2 separate regions of the Mus musculus genome follow, and region 1 is linked to region 2. Evidence: chromatin contacts called from public Micro-C data. All regions are on one chromosome and are shown on one strand. Each heading gives the region's core, a stretch centred on a gene start, on an enhancer-like site or on the middle of the called end of the contact. The rest is flanking DNA. Distances are from core to core; before and after follow the strand shown. Region 1 holds the start of Robo2 (roundabout guidance receptor 2). Region 2 overlaps Robo2 (roundabout guidance receptor 2).

Region 1 (6,821 bases), core at 3,743-6,242, 130 kb before region 2:
TATTCACTTATGAGTGAGTACTTACCACGCATGTCATTTTGGAACCGAGTTACCTCACTCAGGATGATATTTTCTAGTTCCATCCATTTGCCTGCAATTTGGATCCATTTGTCAGGATGTCCTCATTCTTAATAGCTGAGTAGTATTCCATTGTGTAAATGAACTCACATTACCTGCATCCAATATTCTGCCTATCACAGATGAGGCCTCTATGACCATAGGGGGATGCACACTTTCTAAAATGTTGTGGACTTGGAATGTTTCAAAGCACTGGACAGACCTGATGCTCAGCAGTAACAGGTCACTGGTCCACAAGGGCTGACATTCCTAGAGGTCTCAAGCAACACAGATTAAATCCACCTGTGCTGTTCATCTCTTCTTTCACTTAACTCCATTGGTCTTCTTTTAATGCACCAAATGATGGTTCATAACTTCATGTGACAATTAAACACACACACACACACACACACACACACACACACACACACCTGAGAACATTAGAAATAGTGCAGCCATAGGGATTCCTTTGGACTTAGACTATGCACTGTCACAGAGAAAAGGCTCCAGAAAACCTTCCTATTTGCTGCCGTGTCGTAGAAGTAACAACCATCTCACATTGACAGTAATGCTGAAGAACAATGGTTCTTTGTCACTGGTTTTGTTGTGAGCTATGCTGCAGTAGCATGGGCAAGACACATGCCTATTGCATGTTGTCACACAGGCTCTCTACAAAAACAATGCAGGGACCTGTGTAACTATGATGCTAACCATAGCCTGCTGGGCATCACTGATTATCCCTCCACAGCGTCATATCTTCCTGACATACTCTTCTTTTTAAAGTGTTCATGCAAAGAGAAGTTCGGCTTCAGTATTCTACACCATTTGCTATATTTCATTTATTCAAAACTCATTAAGTTTTTGAACGCTTCCTAAACACTTCAATCAAGAGCAAAGTTATTTTTCAACTTTTAAAATTATGGGGAAAGAAAATTCTTCTTTCTTGAAAATATGTGGCATATATGTGGCAAAAAACCATTATTTTTAAATAAAATATTGCTGTATTTCAATCAACTCCTATTTCAGATTGCTGAAGTGAGGTTCATTAAATAAATCAATGGAATGGACCAAAATACAGAGATGCATATGCTTTGTATAAGGTAGATTTAGTATGTATTGATATAAGTATTAATGACTATCTTAAAATGAAGTAATTGCAATCGGGGATTTCCAGATTATTTCAGAAGAATAATATTTTATCATACTTGTCTGCCTCAGAATCTTTCTTGGGAAAGATGGAACAAGATAAAACAAAATAATGCAGGGGCAAGCAAATCATTCTTGTCTGGTCAGGAGTTTTTACACATTATTTTAATTGCCTGATGTCTTATTGTAGGTAATGACCCATATATTTTATTTAAATTTGATATGGAAAAATTGTATGCTAAAGCAATTTTACACAGAAAAAAATCCATCTGAACAGCCCTTGACTTTAAAACTGATTCCTTAATGATAAGTGAAGCAATTTCTCTTTTCCCTTCCATCCTCCCTCCCTTCCTCCCTTCCTCCCTTCCCCCCTTTCCTCCTTCCTCCCTTCCTCCCTTCCTCCCTCCCTCCCTTCCTCCCTCCCTCCCTCCCTCCCTCCCTCCCTCCCTCCTCCCTCCCTCCCTTCCTTCCTTGCTCCCTTCCTCCCATCCTTCCTTCCTTTTTTTCTGTCTCTCTTTCTTTCTGTCTTCTTTCTTTCTTTCTTTCTTTCTTTCTTTCTTTCTGTCTGTCTGTCTGTCTGTCTGTATTTCTTTCTTTCTTTCTTCTGTCTTCTTTATTTCTTTCTTTTCTTTTCTTCCTCTTCATATGCTAAAATGGATTTTCCAACTTCTACCACAAGGCTAAGGTTTTAAAGACTTTTGTTTACCTACAAAGGAAGGAACAATATCTAGAACAAATAATCCACCTTTATAATTGGTGTTCACTTAAAGCACATCAAATTCAACTGAAGTATGATTTCTTCAGCACAGATTCTCTGAAATCTTGCAGAAAATAATGCTGTTGCTTCTCTTGGTCTTAATATCATTTACATTAAACTTCTGACTAAGGACCTCTTACTGTTGCTCATTTAATGTGCAAGTTTTGATTATTACCTTAAAATTTCCTTTAACTAGCATTGATATATCATGTTTTCTTTAGGCACATTATATTATCAAAGGAGATATTGGCAAAGCATTCTTCTATGAATCAATTCCAAATTTGTGTTCGAGAAAAAATATAAAATATACACTCCAAAATAACTTTGCTTCAGATTTAATTTCTTAGTAGAAATAATTGCACACAAGAAGGCATCAATACAAAGTCATTGTCCTTTTTTTGTGACTTCTGTAAGGTAGTTGTGAATATAAAATACTGGTGTTTGGCAAAAACTGACTTATTAAATAAAATCATTAACTAAAACTCCTCCGTGGAAGTGATCTTCATACTCTACATGTGAATACATTTCTGTGAAGTAAAATGCAGCAATTTCTACCCTAGGAGACAGGAGGAATTGTTGGGTGGGCCCTCTCCCATCCATTCTCTCTGATTCTCCAAACACACTAGTTCTGACTCCTGAATGATTTTATAGGTTTTTTTTTTTTTTTTTTTTTTTTTTTAGAAATGCTCTTGTAATTGGAAAGTAGTTAAATTAGAAGCCAGAAGAAAACTCCTGAGTGGAATATGCCGGTTCTCTTTTCCCAGATCTTCCTTAACATTGAAAGTCTCATTAGCTTATTTGATTTTTAATTCTTGCAGAATATCATTATGGAACTTGTGTTTGTTAGAAAGGAAACAGTTTTGAACTCAGGAGCAATATAATTTGCTTGAGATTAGAGGAAGTGTTTCTTGGATAGAAGAACAAGACAGATTTTTTTTCCAATACTTGACTTAAAACCTAATACAATGTCCAAGCCAAAGGTTTACATAATCATCAACTATTTTCTAGCATCCTGGCGAGGTAACAGACATTAATCCAGGACACTCTTGGATTTTTCTTTCTCATGGTGTTATCAAACACAGAACTCCTGTCTTCAGGTGGTGCCATTCAACACATAAACTTTCTTTTCTTTCTTTCTTTCTTTCTTTCTTTCTTTCTTTCTTTCTTTCTTTCTTTCTTTCTTTGCATATGATGCTATGCTAATTTTGGAGTCAATACTTGAAGAATTTAGCAGTTTTGAAGTACAATCTTTAGCCAAAAAGGAAAAAAAAAAGGTACTTTCTGTTTTATTTATGAGGATAGAGCGTACTTCAAAACTGCTAGAAATGACTTTTGATGCTTCATGAGAAGTGTGGCTTACTTAAGTTCAGTCCTTTGAGCAACGAGAGTTTTATTGCCATCATGAACAAGCCTCTGGAATGCCAAGAGAACTCTCCTAAGTGCTTGCTTAAATGTCGTTGGCTTTTTTTTTTTTTTTTTTTTTTTTGAGGGAAAAACACTCCATTTCTAATTATAAGCAAAGGAGATCTTAGTTCAATGGAGGCACCAAAACACATCCGACCAAACAAAAGGCTCCTCAAATGTCCTCAAATATCGTTTCTTTCCTAATATTTTCCAGTAGGGGGAACTAAAGACTCGCCAAGCAGAGGCTTGCTTGGCTCAGGGACCTGCGTGAGTTCCTGTCAGGCGCTTTTATAATCACCTGAACAAGCATCAAACAGCTACCAAGCAAAGCTTTTGATCACACGTGGGTCCGGCCACAACGGCCATGTCAGGGCACCTTAGACAGTGGCAGGAATCGGATTGAAAGTGGCCTTCTCTAACTGTGCCCAGCCCTAATAGCATCTATTCGGTAGTTTTTGCTTGGACTGTATTCCCTTTTATCGTGCTTGGGCAGAAATTCCGCTCCAGCTCATGTTAGCCTAGTTGGGTTATCAGCGTTCCTAAATCAGAGGCTGCTTTTCCTAATTCTCTTTTAGAGGTCCTAAAAAGAGCGAAGGCTCTAGAAAACCACTTCCTCAAGTCTTTTGATCCTCGACCTCCTCCATTCCCAGAGTCTTCTGCAGGACTCATTTATCACAAGGTCCCGAATTATAGTCCGTGAGTGTTGAGAGGTCAGGAGGCAACTGAGCAACATTAGCCCGATGCCAGTCCTCCCCCTATTTTCTCTTGGGGATTCCGTAGTTAGCCATAGATCTTGGCTAAAACAAGCTGGCCGAGATTAGAGATACCCCTCCCCTACATCCACATAGTTGGTTTTGTGTGTGGTGCGGTGGGGGGTGGGCAAGTTCACTTACAACCACAGAGGGTGTATGTACACAAAACCTTTCTACTCCAATAGATACTTCTTTCACTCCCCTGCTCTCCCTGTTGGCCAGCTTCTTTCTGGTAAAAGGTGAACTCTGTGTGTGTGTGTGTGTGTGTGTGTATGTGTGTGTGTGTGTGTGTGTGTGTGTGTGTGTGTGTGTGTGTGTGGTGATTTTAACAGGTAATGAGGCTGTGCCCGGGGTCCTGGAAGATCATTTTTTTTTTCTAGAAAAGCTCTTGTGCAGCTCCAGCAGACGGAGCGATGAATAATTAGGAAGGGCTTCCATGAAATCACTCACCGAGAAAATTACCTGCCCATTAAACGGGCCGCGTGAAGAGCAGGAGGCTGGAAGCCCACCTCACCCCTCCAGAGGAGGGAGGGAGGGGGACGCCCAGGAGGCTCCCAGAATGGGAAAGAGTTGATGGCAGTCCTAGCGAGCCCGCAGCGGTTCCACATTGGTTTATTTCTGTCCCCCCAAGACTTATTCGCTTGCCTGGTTACCCTTGCTCCGCGGACCCCGGGGAGGGCTGTCTCCCCCTGCACGGGACAGTGATCGGGTGGAGGTGGAGATCCGCGTACACCCCTCCATCCTTCAACCCCTCCCGGGGATATACTGGGAGCAGCTCTTTCCTCCCCTCCTCTCCTGCTTCCTCGCCTTCCCTCCTCCAAGTCCTTCCAGCCCCCAGCAGCTGCTGGAGGAGGCGGTCGCAGCGCAGCCTCCGCCTCTGAAGCGGTGACTGTCCCGAAAGAGGCTGGAGGCAGCACTACTCCCGGAGGCTGGACCACGCGTGAGCATCCTCAGGGCTCCCAGGTCCGGAGCTCCTAGATCTGGCGGTGCTCGCCAGCAGCAGCTGGACGCTAGATCTCTCCGGGGCGGCCCCTCCCGGGTGGCCGCGGCCTCAGCTCAGCCCCTCCCTCTTCCCTTGCTTCTTCTCCTCGCCCTCCTCCTCGCTCCCTCACCACGTAGGAGTTCCCATTCTCCACCCAAGCCGTCCTGCCTTCCCCTTTTCCTTCCTTTTGGAAACCAGAGACTCCGAGGGAGGCGACCAGGCTGCGGAGGAGAGGGCCGGCTCACAAAGTGCTGCTTTGACACATCCTTAGGATGGAAGTTAAGTGAAAACAGAACCACACAAAACAAAACTCCGCGAAGTGGTGCTGCTACGGAGGAAACCAAGGGGAGAAAAACCCGGTGGGCAGGTCAATGGTTGCTTCGCAGCGCTTTGGCAAGTTTGTGGAACACTTTCTAGGAATTAGGTCTTTTTTGTACCCCCATCATCTTCTTGACTTCCGAAGAAAGAAGTTGTGTTTGGATTGCAATGGAGTCTAAGGAGACAGGGCTAGACGCACGTGAATAGTCCCGCCAGCTGGGCTGAATTTGTGGGAATTTAGAAAGACAGCCTGTGGAAGTGCAACGTCTCTGAAGTCCCCTGGGTTCATTCGGATGGCACCTAACGCGTCCCGTGACAGACCTCTTCACCAACAGCTTCCGATGTTGCCATTTTGCTCTTCTTGACCTTAATTAATCTCTAGGAAAGTCTAAACTTCGGACCTACCTCTTTTTTTGATACTTATTTTTGTACTTCTGCTCTCTGGGATTGGTTTCTTAAACAACCTGGATCCTTTTTCATATGTCAAAATGAATCCTCTGATGTTTACACTATTATTGCTCTTTGGATTTCTCTGCATTCAGATTGATGGTGAGTTAAAGCACCCCTTTTTCTCTGAGATTGTTGTGCCTTCTAAAGAAAATGACAGTGTAGTTGGGAGTATGTTTGGCGAGGCACAAGCTCTTCAGGGCTAGAGGTTCTATGCCTTTTGTTTCTAACCTGATGCTAGTGGAACACCTTATTGTTACTGTTATTGTGATTCATTAATTGAGGCGTTTAGCAGTAAGTGATGGGCTCCCAGCTTAGAAGAGTAACTATTAAAAAACAATGCTAAGAGAGAACCCCGAATGGTTGTGACTACTCTCTCTCTTTGGTATTTGTTCTGGTATCTAAACTTTGGCTTAGGCATTCAACTGCAGAACTATAGTAGGCGATACTTGGAGGGGCATTTAGTGAGGATTTGATAAGGGTATCTCTAGGTTCAAAGTGTATCACCTGTGTGTGAATGAATGCTATCCCAGCGCGAAATCAGAATGAAGGATTTAGATCACAGAGAGAAAACTGTCACAAGTGAGACTGGGCGAGGCTCCAGGAAGGAGGCAGTACCCACTCTGGGCTGGCTACAGGCTGGGAGCCCTCAGCTGAGTCCCCAGTGGGCAAACACAATGGAGACTCAGAACAGGTGCTGTAGGTGTCTCCCGCTAGGCTGTGCCACTCTGTCAAGCAGACAGTTTTCAACCTCTGCCTTTCCTGTCTTTTGTTCAGAGTTAGTTTCCTGGGATAGCTTCACTGAATCGTCACCCAAGCTTTTCTGTAGCTGTTTGAATGAGAAGTATTAATAATTATAAATATACGGTGGGTTTCTTCTTTGAAACTAAAACATATTTGGTGCTAGCTTTCTAGGGATATATATATCTCAAGTGTTTATGAAGAGTGGACTGAGCCA
Region 2 (6,312 bases), core at 1,334-3,833:
TTTCACAATAGACGGTTAATGTATCAGAACTTGACAACTTTAATTTGAAATCAATTAAAGAATAGAGGACGTAATAAGACTGAGGATTCCCTCATTTGGCCACATGGATTCTGCTTTGTCATAGATATTGCTAAAACATCAATTATTTCTAACCTTTATTTTTACCATGAAGTATTGGATATTATTTTCAAATGGGAGGAGGGTAACTAGTATCAAGCATGTCTTCATGTTAGTATTTCTTGTTTCCATTTCAGTTCATTTTAAGTGGATTGCCATTAGCATCATTCTTTCCTCGAAATGAAGACACACACACACACACACACACACACACACGGAGGTGGGAAGAGAATTAGGAAGATAAAAGAGGATTAGGTTTGTGTGCATATGATCTAATGTAGAGGGTAAAAACCCACTAATCAACCATACAAACATGGAAAATAGTGCCTATGATTTTTTTCCTACTAAAGGAGTAAATGACGTAAAAATGAAGCATATTGTTGTCAAAACACAGCTACCTTCCCACCTAGAGAAGTGTGAAAGTCTGGACATGTTTTATATGCAAAATAACCTGTCTGGATTATAGAAACCATTCTGACACCTGCTCCTCATCAGTGCCGAGCAATCACAGTGAAGAAGAGGGCATCCGAGCTTGGAGGGGGTGGGTTCATAAGCTTTTACATGGTATTTCATACTCATTCATTCTTTATTACTTTAAAGCAAAAAGATCTTTTAAAACTATAACACCCAATTCAAGCTACAGTGTCATCTTAATAGAACTGGCACTAAGTGTTATATTGTCCTTGAGAGAACATTTGGTACTTTAAACAGTCTATGCTGCAAAATGATAACCTATCAAGTACCAAAGCAAATACTTAAAACTTAGAAAACAAAAATAGTTGTGTAAATATGTGTGTGGACGTTTTGAGGCAGGGGTTCATTTAAATACAGACATTTTCTTTATGTGAAATATATGTATTTATACTTAGAGACTGTGTTGTTCAAATCAAAATCCTTCATATGCATTTAAATAAGACGTTTTACAATTTTTGAAAATTGACACAGATGATTTTAACTGCATTAAAATTCTTCTTTGTTCATCACATATACTTGGGCCTAATAACATCTCTAAGATTCCCTGTTTGTGTGTGTGTGTGTGTGTGTGTGTGTGTATGAGAGAAGAGAGAGAGAGAGAGAGAGAGAGAGAGAGAGAGAGAGAGAGAGAGAGAGAGATTGAGAGGGAGAGTTTTATAATATGCTCATACCATCATTTGTTTCAGTTTGCTTTAAACTACAGTAGAGTAACGATTAGGGTTAAATTCTTGCATGTTAAGTAGAAAATGAAGATGTTCTATGTTTGCAGAGATAAGAGTACTGGGTCTGGGGCTGTTATCTGTAAGGTAGTCTCAGAGAAGTGGCCATGGGAAGATGACAGATGATATTTACCTCATATGTCATCATAACTGTTTTTAAAGCAGATGTCCGAGCCCTTCTTTATCAGGGGTCTGGGAAATGAATCATTGCGAAGCACTCCATCACCAGGACATAAAGGAATAGCAAACCTTGAGTGTGTCAAACAGTGTCTGTCCAGTCTCCTCAGCTCAAATGCTGACTTTACCCCAGTGCTGCACTCCACATACGTGTGGTCCTTAAGAGAAGTTAATTTTTCTGAACATTTTCAACTGAACAAATGAATGCGCATGTGCATATATGCAGTTGATTTGAATTTAAGATATTAGAGTAAAACTGTAGATGCCCCAACGGTTGGTGGTTATGTTATTTTTACGATGTTCATGCAGATTTGACTCTGCAAGCAAGCTTTCTTAAATACTCTTAACTAACACAGGATGATACTGCCATTACTTCTATTTTATAGATAAAAAGAGAGGCATAGTGACAAATATCCACATCTAGCTATAGCTCATCGTTTTCCTCTCTTCTGTCTCCTTCCCTCCCTCCCTCCCTCCCTCCCTCCCTCCCTCCCTCCCTCCATTTCTCTATTTTTTCCCTCCCCTGCCTTTCTCTTCTCTCTTTCCTCTCAATTTCCCCCCTTTTCTTACTCTTGCTTGCTTGCTCTCCTAGGTTCTGCAGATGAAACCTAAGACACTTTGCATAACAGAAATGCACTATGCAACTTGTGAGCAACAGAAATATACCACAGAAAAATCACCCTTGGTTATTGATGAGTGTTCAGACTTCTGTTCTTGATTTTGAACCCCCCTTGTATGTCTCTAAAAAGACAAAGCAATAGTTCTGAGGAAATCAACATTGAATTTGCCACAATCTCTCTATGCTTCTGTAGTTAGAAAGTAGTTTTTTTTTGTTTTGTTTTTTCCCTTGTGGACAATTTGACCTCCTTTCTGAGGGATGCATGAAATTTCTGCAAAGCAGATTCTTATCTATATTAAAGAGTGATCATCGCTTTCCAACCATTTATGAGAGACCAGATTACAGCTAATACCATACAGTTTCAGGCATACTGGAAAACTTTAGTTGAAGTTTGTTCTGTGGTCACCCACAGCCACAGAGTGGCATTATCTCTGTGTCAAATGGCAAACAGGAATCTTGACCTCCACTCTTAACTGCTGTGCCAGATGTTGCTCAGTGTAAGAGATTTTGTCTCTGAGGGCTCTATAAACAAACCTGATCTGAAGTGCTCCCACCAGGCATTCCTTGGGGTTTATCAGATAAAAATGAACTCTACTTTCATTACAGACCAAACCTATTTGTCTTCCTCTTGGAGAAAACAGGGAAAAGCTGCATCATAATCTGCAAAAACACACGGGGTCCTGGAAGGAAGAGAGCAGAGCGCAAAATAAAACTAAATCTCAAATGAACACACTTTGGGCTTTGATCTTGAAGTATCATAGCATAGTACATTTTTTTTTAAAAAACTTGGTCCATCAGTGATTAGATTTTGAGACTATGAAGAATGAAAGATCTACATCCAGAATCACGATATTGCTGAATCTGTCAAATTTTTCAATGATAACAAGTCTGTGTTCTGTGTCTGATATGTAGAAAAGCTTAGGTCTCTTATGAGACATGAATGAGACCTTATGTCTTTTATCTCCAAACACACACACAAATACACACACACACAAACTCACATACTTATATACACTCACATTCACTTGCACTAACAAAAACACACAAAACATGCACAAACATACATTGACATACAAATTCACACATAAAAACTCAAACACACACAAATTTGCACAAATACATCCATATACAAAAACATTCTCAAAAATATAATCACACAAACATACACACACACTCAAACACAAACTCATACACACATGCTCACACATACAAACTCATATACTCACAGATACACACACTGACACATACAAAACATATACAAACACACACTCACATACAAACTCATACATACAAACTCAAACACACACACACACATATTTGCACATATACATCCACACACAAAAGCATAGGTAAGTATACAACCACACAAACACACACAGTCACACACAGACATTCACACATATTAATTCACACACTCACAGACACACACTAACACACACTCACAAAACACACAAAACATACACACACACACTCTCATATACAAACACACATACAAACTCACACACTCATTTGCACAATGCGTCTGCACACAAAACATAACTCAAATATATAGTCACACAAACACACACACATACATGTACAATAAAGCAAACAGCAACAATAAAAATAGTGAAGAAAGAGGAGAAAGGAAAAGCAAAGAAACAGAAGCTAAGGGTCAAGACACAAAAAGAGGAAATGCTGACATTCTCTTGAAATGGAGATCCTTATAGGCAAATAACATCCATTTGGTCCTTGGGAGATAGGCATTAGAGTTGTCTCAGTTAGGAAAAAGCTTTCCTTGCAAGCCTTAGGGTGTGAGTATGATCTTCAAAAATCATGTCATTAGAATTGGAACTGGGGTAGGGTGACTCTTATTATCCTAGCACTGGGGACACAGAGACTCACAGGTGATAGCAAGCCTTGTAATAATGGGAGTTCCCAGTCAGTGAAAGATCTTATCTCAAAGAACTAGATGGATGAGGTGAGCTCCCAAAGAAATTAAGGACAAATGGTGAACTGTGGTGCCTCTTTAACATATCAGACCCACTCTGGTCACTAGGTTTTCTTAGGAGAACAAATACTAGCCTTAGAGTCTGTGTTCTCTCAGCACTCCTCACCACACCTCCTAACCTAAACTTCTCTGGCTCCTGAGCTTTTCTTCTGTTCCCACAGTTTCTGATTCCTAAATAATCCAGCCATTACAGCCAGAATGTCCTCTGACTCTGCTATGGGTGTGTTCTCTCTCTCTCTCTCTCTCTCTCTCTCTCTCTCTCTCTCTCTCTCTCTCTCTCTCTCTCTCTCTCCCTCCCTCCCTCCCCCTCCCTCTCCCCCTCCCCCTCCCCCTCTCCCTCTCTCTTTCCCTTTCCTCCCACAATCTCTCTTACCCTCTCTCTTGTTCTGTCCTTCTGCCTGTCCTCTTATGGCCAAGTTCAGTCTGCCTCTTTCATGATATCTCTAGCTGTTCTCTCCCTCATATCTAAAGAAAAAAAAACCTTCTCCACATTCATATCTAGGAACAGTCATATCTTCATTTTATTCAGATGGCTCCTGAAGAATGACAATAGAAGTTGACCTTGGACCTCCATGTGCACACATTAGTCACATTATAAAAAGATGAGACCGACTCAAAGGCGTCAGTGCAGAGTTATTGGTAGACGACCTTGGATATACTCAAATGTTATAAACAGAAAGTCAAAATACAGACATAGAATTACACAAAGCTGATAACCTTGCCTTTCAGTTACACATACTGAGAATTTTTTTTCTCATTTTTTTTTTGTGATAAAATGCTTTAATGCTAGGTCCACATACTCATGATGTACTGTGTGTCAAGCTTGTGCTTTGAGTATATCATTTTACCTAATCTAGAAATGCCATAGTAGTTCAATTAAACTTAGTAGAAGAACAGGTTGGCTTTTTCAATGTACACTTTGACCTGTTGTGCCACTGGCTAGTCCAGCTGAGAGCCATAAACTGAGCAGACTCTTAATTGTTCAGGGACACAGCCATAGGCCTAAATACTCCAGAGGGATTTAGTCCAATCATTCGACTCTTTAAAACTGTGACCTAAGACAGATAGGAACCAGCTTCTCTGGGGAGTAGAGACTAATGCATTAAGCTTGTCCCCCCACCTTGTTTTCAGAATTTACCACGTTGCTCTTGTTTTCCTTTTGGTCAAATAAAACTCAAGACGGCAAGCATGTTCTGAAAGTACAAATACATTTGAAAGCTTAATCTAATTGGGCAAAGACTAAATTTATGATTTGGTTGTTAATTAGGCTTAAAGGACAAAGCTAATGCTGTTCCATTTAGTGAGAAAGGCCTCTGTGGACAGAGGACTGACCAATATTGGTTCTCCTGCTGGGAAACACTGGGCATAAACAAGTCCCTGGGGTTTCATTACTGAGCCTTTTAGACAAACACAAAATGCATCTTAGTTTATTTGAAAATCCTTACAATGAAGCTTTATTGTATATCTATAAATTTTTCACATTGACATGTCAAAGACTTGTAAAAGTCTACTGGTCAGAATGATAAACATTATAAACAACAGTTTTCCCTTAAATGTAAGATGATTGTAGATTGGGCACAGTGTGGTCATAAAATGGATGTGATTCTGTTTGGAGAAGCAATCGAGAGAATGAGTTCTAATGCCTGCACAGAGCAATAAACCATTCACTGAATAAGTAAACCTATTCAGCATTATTTAGCAAGGCTGTGCAAGGTAATGTTGACCACTGGAAAGAAGATGTGTCTCTTGGATATTTCGTTCCTTTTCATTATTTTAGAGGAAGTTTTGATGGTGCTGCCATCATCATTGAAATTATACTTTCTTGTGTTATTTCTTATTTTTAATAAGTATTTTATTCATTCACATTTTAAATGCTGCACCCCTTCCTCCAGGTGTCCCTTTCACACTCCTCCCTTCTAAGGGGCTGCTTCCCAGCAGACCCACCCTTTTCTGTCTTACACCTCTAGCATCCCTCTTCTCTGGGGCATTGAGCCAACACAGGACCAAGCACTTCCCCTCCCATTGATGTCAGATAAAGCCATGCTCTGCTAAATATATGGCTGGAGCCATGGGTCCCTCCATGTGTACTCTTTGGTTGGTGGTTTAGTCCCTGGGAGCTCTGAGGGGGTCTGGTTATTTGATGTTATTGTTCTTCCTATGGGGTTGCAATCCCCTTCAGTTCCTTTCTCGTGTTATTTCATAAAAGGATGTTCTGC

The links. Hi-C and Micro-C count contacts between places; a contact is called where the count stands out from the background.
Region 1: a Micro-C map of granulosa cells shows a contact between it and region 2, with 2.8 times the contacts expected there. The contact joins the promoter of Robo2 here to the enhancer-like site in region 2. A contact is called at or near these places in 1 of 39 promoter capture datasets (hippocampal neurons), 4 of 484 Hi-C or Micro-C datasets (granulosa cells and uterus), 1 of 115 datasets of contacts at active chromatin or transcription factors (neural progenitor cells) and 2 of 9 other capture datasets (adipose tissue and embryonic stem cells).

The regions. Positions count from the first base shown.
Region 1 is chr16:74,409,996-74,416,816 of GRCm38.p6, reverse strand. It overlaps Robo2 (roundabout guidance receptor 2), which reads left to right and starts at 4,992. Exons shown (of 28, transcript NM_175549.5): 1 at 4,992-5,965. The coding sequence starts at 5,905.
Region 2 is chr16:74,276,177-74,282,488 of GRCm38.p6, reverse strand. All of the region lies in intron 2 of Robo2 (roundabout guidance receptor 2), which reads left to right. Among named protein-coding and RNA genes, the nearest start is that of Mir691, 63 kb to the left of the region's middle. Within about 2 kb of position 2,583, at least 3 of the 459 cell types and tissues checked have an H3K27ac peak or open chromatin away from gene starts, as enhancers often do. A contact at or near this core is called in granulosa cells, where this site is marked.